Regions from separate parts of the Drosophila melanogaster genome. Here region 2 is linked to region 1. A link is a contact called in public Hi-C data. All regions are on one chromosome and are shown on one strand. Each heading gives the region's core, a stretch centred on a gene start, on an enhancer-like site or on the middle of the called end of the contact. The rest is flanking DNA. Distances are from core to core; before and after follow the strand shown. Region 1 holds the start of mys (myospheroid). Region 2 holds the start of CkIIbeta (Casein kinase II beta subunit).

Evidence for each region. A called contact is a pair of places that touch in the nucleus more often than the background predicts.
Region 2: a Hi-C map of the Kc167 cell line shows a contact between it and region 1, with 2.0 times the contacts expected there. The contact joins the promoter of CkIIbeta here to the promoter of mys in region 1. A contact is called at or near these places in 2 of 107 Hi-C or Micro-C datasets (the Kc167 cell line and embryo).

Annotation. Positions count from the first base shown.
Region 1 is chrX:8,058,434-8,063,656 of dm6, reverse strand. It overlaps mys (myospheroid), which reads right to left and starts at 2,012. Exons shown (of 7, transcript NM_080054.3): 1 at 1,932-2,012. It also overlaps a transcript of fs(1)h not described here.
Region 2 is chrX:11,790,513-11,795,618 of dm6, reverse strand. CkIIbeta (Casein kinase II beta subunit) reads right to left here and starts at 3,086. Exons shown (of 7, transcript NM_206692.3): 1 at 2,933-3,086; 2 at 2,101-2,176; 3 at 1,719-1,821; 4 at 1,454-1,645; 5 at 611-800; 6 at 433-514. The coding sequence starts at 2,172. Karl (karl,) reads right to left here. Exons shown (of 5, transcript NM_001298208.1): 3 at 4,624-4,761; 4 at 4,435-4,558; 5 at 3,366-4,261. The coding sequence ends at 3,888. It also overlaps asRNA:CR44962.

The sequences.
Region 1 (5,223 bases), core at 763-3,262:
CGCTGCAATTTTTACGAACGCCGGTGTACGTAAAAGTCCAGCTGCTGACTGCACTGCTTGTCGAGCACTGCTTTCTCCGCGTGCCCTGCTTTTTTCTTTATTGCAACAACAAACAACAGCAAATGGCCGCACATCTGTCCCCTTTTTTTGTTGTTTCTTTCGCTCTACCTTAATGTTTAATTTTATTTTCTCATCAACTTGGCCAGATGACTCATCTCACAAACACACACACACACCAAGCGATTGATGTACGAACTTGTGTGTGGGTGTGCGTGCCTGCGTGCTTTTGTTGTTTTTTTTTGTTGGCCTCCGAAAAGAAAAGGAAAAAAGCGGAAGGAAGAGAGCTTTCGATAAACGTCAAATGCAATGCGAATTACTCATTCGAGCACGTTCCGTTAGCACGCTCTCTCGCTCTCTTGGCTCCTGGCAAAATGTAAACAAAGGCCGAACGAACAATGAGTGGTCATTGAGTCAGCTTCGCTGGGTTTCCTTTCCGCCTAAAGCCACATGAATCACTCACTCCAAGCCACTCAAGACTCAAATCAAAATTCCATATGCACGGAACGGAAAAAAAAGGGCTGCAGATTACGTATACGTATGGGTGTTGTGTTGGTCGGCTATTTTTAAACGCCCACGCACACACAACACAACGAACACTAACACACCACAGAGCTTGATTTGCAGCAGATCGTGTGCCGAAAGGAAAACAAACTAAAAACGACTAAGCCCATGTTTATATACCCTTGGATTGAATAATTTCATTCGATTATCATTTATACACCCAGTCACAGCATATCAAAGTTATGAGTTGTGCACTTAGTAGTAGTTTTAATCAGTTTTTTAGCTAGCAAATTCGTAATACTATAAACCGCCTGAGTAAACAGCATCTGCAGCGCATAGTTTCAACCACGGATGGACGCCCACAGCCATTGGGCCAAAAACGAGGCACATCTGGGCCGCCCACATGTGGGCGTACTGGTTAAACCAGCGGCGCGCAGAGGATTTCATTTTTTTTATTGTTTTTTTTTTGATAGCTTTGGTAAAATTGGTTTTTACTTCCAGTTACAGTTGGTTTCAAATTCGGTTGGCTGTTTATAAAGTGGACAATTACCCCGAAAATCTGGGCAATCCCCTGACAAACACAAATTCCTGCTGCTGCCACTGAGCTCTTGATTTTTGTACGCTCTTTTCGCTTCTGCCTACGTACTCTACTCGATTTTTAGTTCGAGTGCAAGATCTCCGGGGTGGGGAAGTTGCACTGAAAAGGGAGGGGGCGTAATCAGCAATTGGCGTCGCGAAGTCGCCGATATGCACACTCAAAGAAATAAATAAATATGATGAATAATAATAACAAAAAAAATGAAACGAGTGAATGTATCGTGAGGATTCATTATTTTTTTTAGCTCAACAAACAACCCACACACAGATACGGCGTTCGGTGTGTGCGTGCCTGTGTGTCGTCACTGCGAATGAAATCATCGAAAAAAGAGGAGATAAAAGTAGCGCTTCGATATTGCTTCCTCTTTTTTTGGGCAAATGCAGCCCGGAATCCATTGATTTCTTACGTAATACCCACTATTTCACCCGCTATCTGATTAATCGCAGCACTTTGGCTTAACTTTCGCTGCGTTTTCGCTGATAATTCGCGATATTAATTTCCATCAGGGCGGCACTTTTCTTATTTTGATTTGCCTTCTCGCACACTTGTGGAGTTCCCACTCACACGCACACACTCGCACACTAAACACTAGCACTGTGCACACACGCAGTTATTACAATTACTTGCCACCGTTATTCGCTAGATCAGCGAATTTAACTCTTATCGGGTGACACGAAAAACCAAAAAAAAAAATACAATTCGACTGCAGAAGCAGCAGCTGAAGGCCGCCAATTGGTGTCGGGAATTGGATTTGGATTAAATTAATATTTACTGCTTTGCTTTGTCCGCGGATCTGGTCTGTTGTTCAGTGTTACCAGATGGTGTCAGCAGGGGGTGGAACAACAGTCAATGTTCTTTCGATATTTGCCATCCGATGTTCGCCAGTGTTGTTAAATAGCTCTGGTCACACCGAGCCTAGGAACAGTGTTGCACAGTTTTGGAGGACTGTGTCTCCGCTAAAAGAGACATTTGTGCTCGCAAACACAATCCGATAAGTAATCGAGAAACACGTAAAGGAACTCTGGTTATCGGAGTCACTTATTGCACGATAGTTTCAGACAAAAACGCCTGCTTATATCGATGACAGCCTTGTTTTTGTTGCGCTTACGTTACGAAATTAATGTAAAGTAGCCGACGAATCTACGTTCTACCAGTATAAATGGATTAAAACTAACAACAGCATAAGTGTAAACTGCTGGTGAATTTCCCAAATAGCCATATGAAAAAGCTAAAAGTACGTGCAAATGGTTGAGAAAAGGAGAGAACGAAAGCCACTATGAGTTTGCGAGAGTATGTGTGACTACTTTGCTCTCTGGCTCTCTCTATCACACACACTCGCACAGAACGCTCTTCTCACATGCTCTCTCTCGGCCGGTAGCTCTAGCTGTCCCGCTCTCGATTTATCAATAAAAGCAGTGCGTTAGAGCGGCATAGCCGCATGTACCAAGCGCGTGCGCCTCGTGCCCGTCGGCTGTCCATGTGTGCGTGTGTATTCGCATTTTCAGTAATTTCGAAAAAAAATTTTGTATATTTGATGGCGACTCAGAAGAAACTCGCGCGTTTGTCGAAAAATCGTAGCGCGTACGTATATATCGGTGTGTAGAAATTACTAAAAATTGTGGTAAAAAATGGCAAAAATTATATAAATTTGTGTTCGAAGTGGAGTGCTAATTGCGGGGGATCAGATGCGAATGGAAAAATGTTGAAATTTATAAGATTTTAGCGCCAAAAAATGCATTTGAAAAATGTGAGACTTCAATGGACATGACAAATTTTTTTTTTCATTTTTTTCGGTGGTGGAACAAAAGCGAACGAAAGAGGAGCAAGAAGCAGAAACGTTCGTCAGTGTGTGTGCGTGTGTGTGTCGAGTGAGGGGGCATGAGCATGAACGTGTGTAGTCACCAAGTGAATAATATTAACAAATAAAAGAAGAAAAAACGAAAAAAGAGGAATACACACGCAGAAGCGCGCGAAAAGTTTCACTCGAAATGAGAAAAAACAAAAGCAAAATATACTAGCGCTAGTTGATTTTCGCTAGCAAAAAGAAACCGACGTGCACATTGAAAATCTATAATTTTGTCGATTTTGTTATTGTATTTTTTGATTTTGCGGTTTTGCGGCGCCGTCGGTAACGTTAGCATACCGTTACGTGGCCTACGTAGCGTGGTGACGTACAGAAGACGCTTACGTTGTGGGTTACGTTACATTTGTCGCTGGGGATTTTACTCTTTCTCCCTCTCTTTACGCCACACTCATTCTCTGGCGCGCGCAAATCCAAAAATCTCGAGAAAAAAAATAGTGCCCGATGTGACCAATATTTTTTGTTTTTATTTTTACAGTTGCAACTTTTTAACAATCGTGTACAATCTGTATGTTGTATATGTTCAATTCAAAATTCAGCAACAATAGCAACAACGCAATTCAGCAACAACAACAAACAAAACCGACAAGCTAAACTTGGCTAAGACAAAATCAACATCCAGCGGCAGCGCGGCCATAAACAAAGCCAAAATCAAAAGTCATTCGGATATATACATATATTCGCCCATAATAGCGAATAAACAGTAACAGAACGAGTGGATTTAACGAAACAACAAAAAGAAAAGAAGAACGATAAAATCCAAAGGAAAAGTAAGTTTAAAAAGTGCAGCGCACGTGGCGTTTACCCCCGCCTCCTCCACCACTAGCCGCCCACCTTCGCACAGTGGAAAACGACACAAGAGCGCGCCTCTTCGGTTTGCCCCAAGGACACTTTGCATTTTCTGCTAGTTTTCGAGTATTTGCTTAGGGGTCAGCAACCCGGCAAAATGGAGGGAAATTTCGACACGACAGCTGCTTTTCCCCGGATTTATTCAACTGCCGCAACAACCCTTTTTTCCCCGTGGCCTGGGAAAACGATGCATTCCATGTTTATTTACAATTTAACTGTGCAATAACTGAGATACCAAATGTTCCCAGGGTGATTTCGAATTAATCTGCTACTTCTACTGATCCTAGATTTCTTTTAACTCGAATGCAACATCATATCGTTTTTGAAAGCAAAGCAGTCCAAATGATTATTATAAAAATAAATAAACTAATCTAGTTTACTATTTACATTCCCAAAGATGTGATTTGTTGGAAAGATTTGTTCGTTTCACTTTTATATTTTGAGAGATTTTCCTTTATACTGTGAATATTATTCATATATATTATTCACTATAAATAAATAGTATCTGTGCATCCCACAGATTTCCTATATTTTATCATAATATTCAATGGCAAATGACTTCGCGCCCTCTCCCAATTTCCATTTCTCTCTTTCTATAAATCGCATATATCTGCATATGTACTTTTTACCGGCATTTAGGATTTTCGTTTATTCGCTCTCGTTTGTGTTCAATTGTTGTTGCTGCTGCACTTTGCTGGTTGGCGCGTAAATAGGCAAACGCAATTTGTTTGTTTACTTGTCGGGCGCTAAATTGAAGATATGTTTATCGTAAATAAGCGCAAAATTTCGATTGCGGTGCGGCGGCTCTCTCACTCTCTCTCTCCCTAGCTGTGAATTCAAATTCATTGATGCTTTTTTGGTGCTTTGCTCTTCGTTTTTTGCTGCTTCTTCTGATGCCTCTGCTTCTTCTTCGGCTTCTGCATTTGCTGCATGTTGCCATGTAAACCGGCTTTAAATTCGTGCCACTATTAGCACGATTTATTAACCTAGAGGCAGCTCCCCTTTCCCACCCCCTTCCATCCCATGACTCTTTATCAGACCCGCTCCCTCTTTCTCGCTCGCTCGCTCTTTTTGCAGATACACAACGATGGCACTAAAACCTACAACAACAAATGCTCTCCTCGTCCGAATGCCACTTCACACACACACACTCGAACGCAAACACACATGGACGGCGACATGCCGCCATATTTGCATTTGGCTACGTATTACGTAGCCCCCTACTGTTGTCTCGCTCTACCGCACGCCTGAGCAGCTGCAACTTTCAGTCGAGAGCGTGCGTTAGTATGTGTGTGTGCCAGTGAGTGTGCTTCACTTGAGAATTTTATTTATTTAAATAAAATTGATATATTTG
Region 2 (5,106 bases), core at 1,837-4,336, 3.7 Mb before region 1:
TTTATTTTATTAGTTTTTCTACACCCAATTTTAAGAATCGATCGATTGGAACGATCGATAATATATCGATATTTTGGTTTTATGTTTGGTTTTATTCAGACAGGCAGAGACATGATTGTATTCATAATCATATTCAGGTTCAGGTTGTCGATCGGATTTTATGGATGTTTGATTTGATTTGGTTTGGTTTTTTTTTGTGGTGGTGGTGGTGGTTGGTTTGGTGGTTTTGTATGTGTGGGGAGAGAAAACAAATAAAAAAGATATAATATATTTATATGCTTAGTAGTTGAATGATCCCTTGGTGGCGTTGTGTTTTTTTTAGTCAATATATAGAATTTTAGATTCCAAAATAAAATACAACAAAAAAAGATGAGAGAGTGGGGTAAATGGTGGAAAGGATACTAATAGCTAGTTATTAAGTTTTAAATTTACCGCTCGTAGTGGCATTTTAAAATTGGCTGCTGCCTGCAGCTGAATTTGATAAGCTAAGCTGTGTATTTTAAATCCATATAGCCTATGTATGTGATGATCAAGTTGACGTCGTATCGGGCACATAAAACAAAAGAGCATATTAACAATGTGCATATACAGTAATGGGTATAAATCTTACCTTGGAACAAACTGATTAGTAGGACGCTTGGGACGATATTCGGGATGCACCATGAAGAGCATGTGTGGAAATCCAGTGCCGAAATAGGCGCCATCGGTATGGTGGTGACGCGACGATTTTGGTGTGTACACGTCAATGCACTTGGGGCAATAGGTCTTAACCATTGCCTCGCCGGGGATGTCCGACAGACCTGAGGATAATAATCAAAGGATTAGACCACTGGCAGAGCAACTAGCAACTAGAAAAAGTCAGAATTCATCGGTGAAATCTGGTACAAACATATTTAACCTGATTTAACTCAACATGATATCCATCATGATCATTTATCATTAATAGCAGAAATGTTTACAAGGCTCGTCTAGCCACTTTGGCCTAGTTAATTTTCACAGAAATTGAGGGACCTTGTTTAGTGAAACCCTATCTTGCATTTGTGCATGCATTTGATTCAGCATTGCTTTATTTGATCGTTAACAACGTTTAGGGAAGTTTCGGTAAGAATTTATTGGAGATCGGGAAGCGTTGCGAAGGTTTTAACTAGGGCAAGCCAAGCCAGACAATTAAGGTAGAATTTCTATTAAGAATGCGTTGTTTTTTTCTTGGTGTAAGATTTCATGGGAAAGCCCCAATGATATGCTATTCAGGAAACTCAATTAGAAGTTGTGCCAATAATCGCGTTGATAGTTTCTGGCTATGTAATTACTAGGCAGAAAAGCACGAGGTTCCTCGTAGATATGTTGTTTTTTTTTTTTTTTTTTAGATTACAATCAATTACGCGCAGAAAGATTCGCAACTATGTTTGTTAGCTATAGGTAAGAGCGATTGATCAAGGATCTGGTTACGCACCCAATGGCAGCATGGGCTGACTTTCACAGTAGACACGTGGACAATGTCCGAAATCGCCAGTTTGATATTTCTCGATCATTTGAGCGATGCCGCGATTTGTTAGTATATATCTGGCGTGTATGAGGCCGTAGAGCATCTCGGCGGCCTGCTCGGTCATGTCGGACTGCAGTGGATTGTCCTCGAGCTCGTCCTCTGTGGATGGTAAGGCGCATTAGCTATATACATTACAATTTTGGATATGGGTAACAGCCCATTCTAAACTTACCCGGTTCCAAGTCCAAGATCATGTCCAACGCTTGCCGATAGTTGGGTACCTGCTCATTTAAACCAGTTAAATTGAATTTATCCTGTATGTAGTCCTCATCCACCTGGAATCAAAAGCGTATGCAATTAGGATCTGTACTGGAATATACTGTCATATATCCACTATATCGTGTGTTATCTGGACATGTGTGTACAGTTGGGCTCGGTATTGCCCCACCTTGCGGCACACACGCACACACACACACACACACGCGCGCGCAAAGGCAGAGATTGAGGGCTGCACTTTGCAATTGTTGCACTTATAGCGCGCGCTTAGATAACGCGATTACAGCGAAGAACGCGGGTAATTCGTCGTTGATGCTGATATGATGATGATATCTCACCTCGCAGAAGAACTCATTGCCACGAAGTCCACAGAACCAGGTGACCCAGGAGACTTCCTCGGAGCTGCTCATTTTGCTGCAAAGATAAGCGAATGGAGTTGCTAATTCATATTTTCATCGTTTTTTTTTTGCTGACAAATTATCCTGCACACGCATACCACACATGCACACCGCACTCTCACACACACAGGCAATCATGGCACACACACTGGGACAAACGCTCACGCACTATTACATACATTAAGGGGATTATTTTGCGTAATTTGGGCTGGCGTGCGAAATTTATTGTTAAAATATCTTGGAACGGAATCTTGGCACTTTCTTGTCTACCCCACCCCCCCTGCTTTCTTCACGTTTCCTTTTGGTTCCGCTTCTTGTTGCTCGCACAAACCACACTCTCTTTTTCCGCTTTTTTCTTCTTTCCTCCTCTTTTTTTTTGGTTGGATTGGCCTTTTGGGGTTTTTGTTTTCGGTTTTCCGTTTAATTCGCGTTGCTTGTACAATGTTACTAGTTTTCGGTGATCGCACCGTTGAAATTCGTGTGGTCGGGGGGCATAAAAATAAATTTTTATACTCGTATTGTGACAATTGACAAGCGCTCATACAAAATGTGCCGAGCAGCAAGAAGAAGCACACACTGTTGGAAATTGAGAAAAAAAGAGACACATATACAGGGGCCACCACACGCACACAAGCAAACACGCACACCGCGAAGCGCACATAGGGACGTGCACACACGCACGCCTTTACACCGATGAGCGCAATCCAACGCACACCAACTTGCTATTCTGTATTTTTCCCGCTGCGGCTATCTTCCAGTGGCCAGCACTCACCCAAATTGTTAATAATTACTCAAATTGATCGACTTTTGTACTGCAGCTGAACCGGTAAAGGCAAATATTGTAGCGAAGACGATGATATCAGGTATGCAATCTCGACTATCGATTACCGCTGTCCTGCGCTGTCCGCAGGCGATTGCCAATCGATGTGGCGCCGTGTCATCGCTAAGCGATGTATCGGCTAATCGGGATTGCGCGTTTCGCAACACTGGTTCGGAAAAGCAATTAACCAAACAAAACGCGGAATTATTTGTTAAATAAGCAAATCAAGCCAAATATTAAAATATTGTTTATTACCAGCATTTAGTTGGCTGTTTTGCCATTTGTCAAATAATTTACCGATTGCAGCTAGCAATATTTTCTTACAACTACTTTAAGGTATTATTTCGTTTAGTTGTATGGTAACACTATGTTGAAAGTTTGAAATGTTTGAAAGTGCTTATTTAAATTTGTATTATTGACAAAATAAATCGGGTTTTCGTATAATATTTTCTCTTAGTTGATTGATTAGACTAATAATACAAGAACGAGCGATAAACCCACTGCATGCATTTTAAGCGCAATCGCTCGAAAGATGTCAGAGTGAGAGCGAAGCGAGTTGCGAGCTTAAGCGAAAAAGCGAGAGCAAGGCCTTATCGCTTCAACTCGCTCAGGGCGTACGATTGTTTTGTTATATTCTGCGCTATATTACCGTTTATTTTCAAAACACACGTTATTTTGTTTTGTCTTGTTCCATTCTGTAAATAACCTTTTATATAAATTATTGAATTCGCCTTTTTCATTTCTATTTCAGTTAAGAGGGTGGACGACAGTTTTAACAGAAAGTTAATAGTTGCGCTTGATGCAAAAAATTCCTCGTCCGAATCCATCACGTTCACATTAATAACTAAAAGAGAGCAATGTAGCTCGTTTCTCGCTTAGCTCTTACTCTGCCATCGACTCGCTTTGCTCACAGCTTCTCGCTTTGCTCATAGCTTCTCGCTTCGCTACTAGCGCGCACTCTGCCGTCAGGCTTATTGATAATTTTGAAGATTTCCTTGGCTCTCTTGCGTCCATTCACAACATAGGCCAGTGGATCGTCGCGACTAGATTCCATTAGATTGTCGCACGATTCCTGCCCGATGTTAAACATAAAGGATGTGTCGATATCCTGCGGCAACTTGCCGCGCAGAAAGCTGATCTCGTTGTCGGCCAACGATGTTTTCCGCGACAAAAGCAGGGCGGACAGGTAACGTGGTTGCTTCTTCTTCTCGGCGCAGTGCATCACCAGGCCCCAGGTGTCGTAGTCCGTGTCCAGAACGTATGTGTTGTAGATGCCCTCATCTGCAAGGAGGTACATATAGAAACGAAAATACTGCTTAAAACATATATTAAACCCGGGCAGATCGAATTACTCTTTGGCATAGTAATTACCAAACTACTTCAAACGTATCACAACTACATTTTGAATAGATTTTCGTTTTGAATTTGATTGTAGAAACATTTCCATCACTCACATATGTCCTCCGTGTGCTGCCAATGTCCTGGCTCTTGGAATTTGGGTATCATCCAGGTGATGTTGCCCACGAGCTTCTCGCGCAGCGGATCCTCCGCAAATATGTAGCTAAAGTTCATCGTTATCTAATTTAAATTGAGGTATTGAGGTATAATTTGTAATAGGGATAAAGGTCCTTGCTGCCACTCACATGCTGATCCTCTTTGGAAAAGGAAAAGTGACTGCGCATGCACGCGTACTCCGGAAGTTCCTCTGTGGATGCGTAATACTGAACCACGTGCCAACAGCCCATCATGCGCTCCAAATCGAAGTTCTTAATGGCTCCCACCTAAACGGAAAATTAGTTCCATAATAAGTTAGATATGTAAGTAATTTAGAGGAGGTCTTTATAATGTTGTATAATATAATATATAATGTAATCTATAATGATAAAGATCTATTATACTTTATGATAGGAGTTTTTTTCTATTACCTATATATATATACATTAGACAGCGAGGGTTTCTGGTTAAGATTCACATACATATCTTATATTTATAATAACTCTTGAGACAGTCGTGCTTTTTAATGGGTATTTAAAAACCCTGGTGTACGATCATTATTATGATATTTGAGAGGTCAGGGCTGCTAATAAATATGCCCAATAAACGTTAAGACCACAAATGCATCTTGG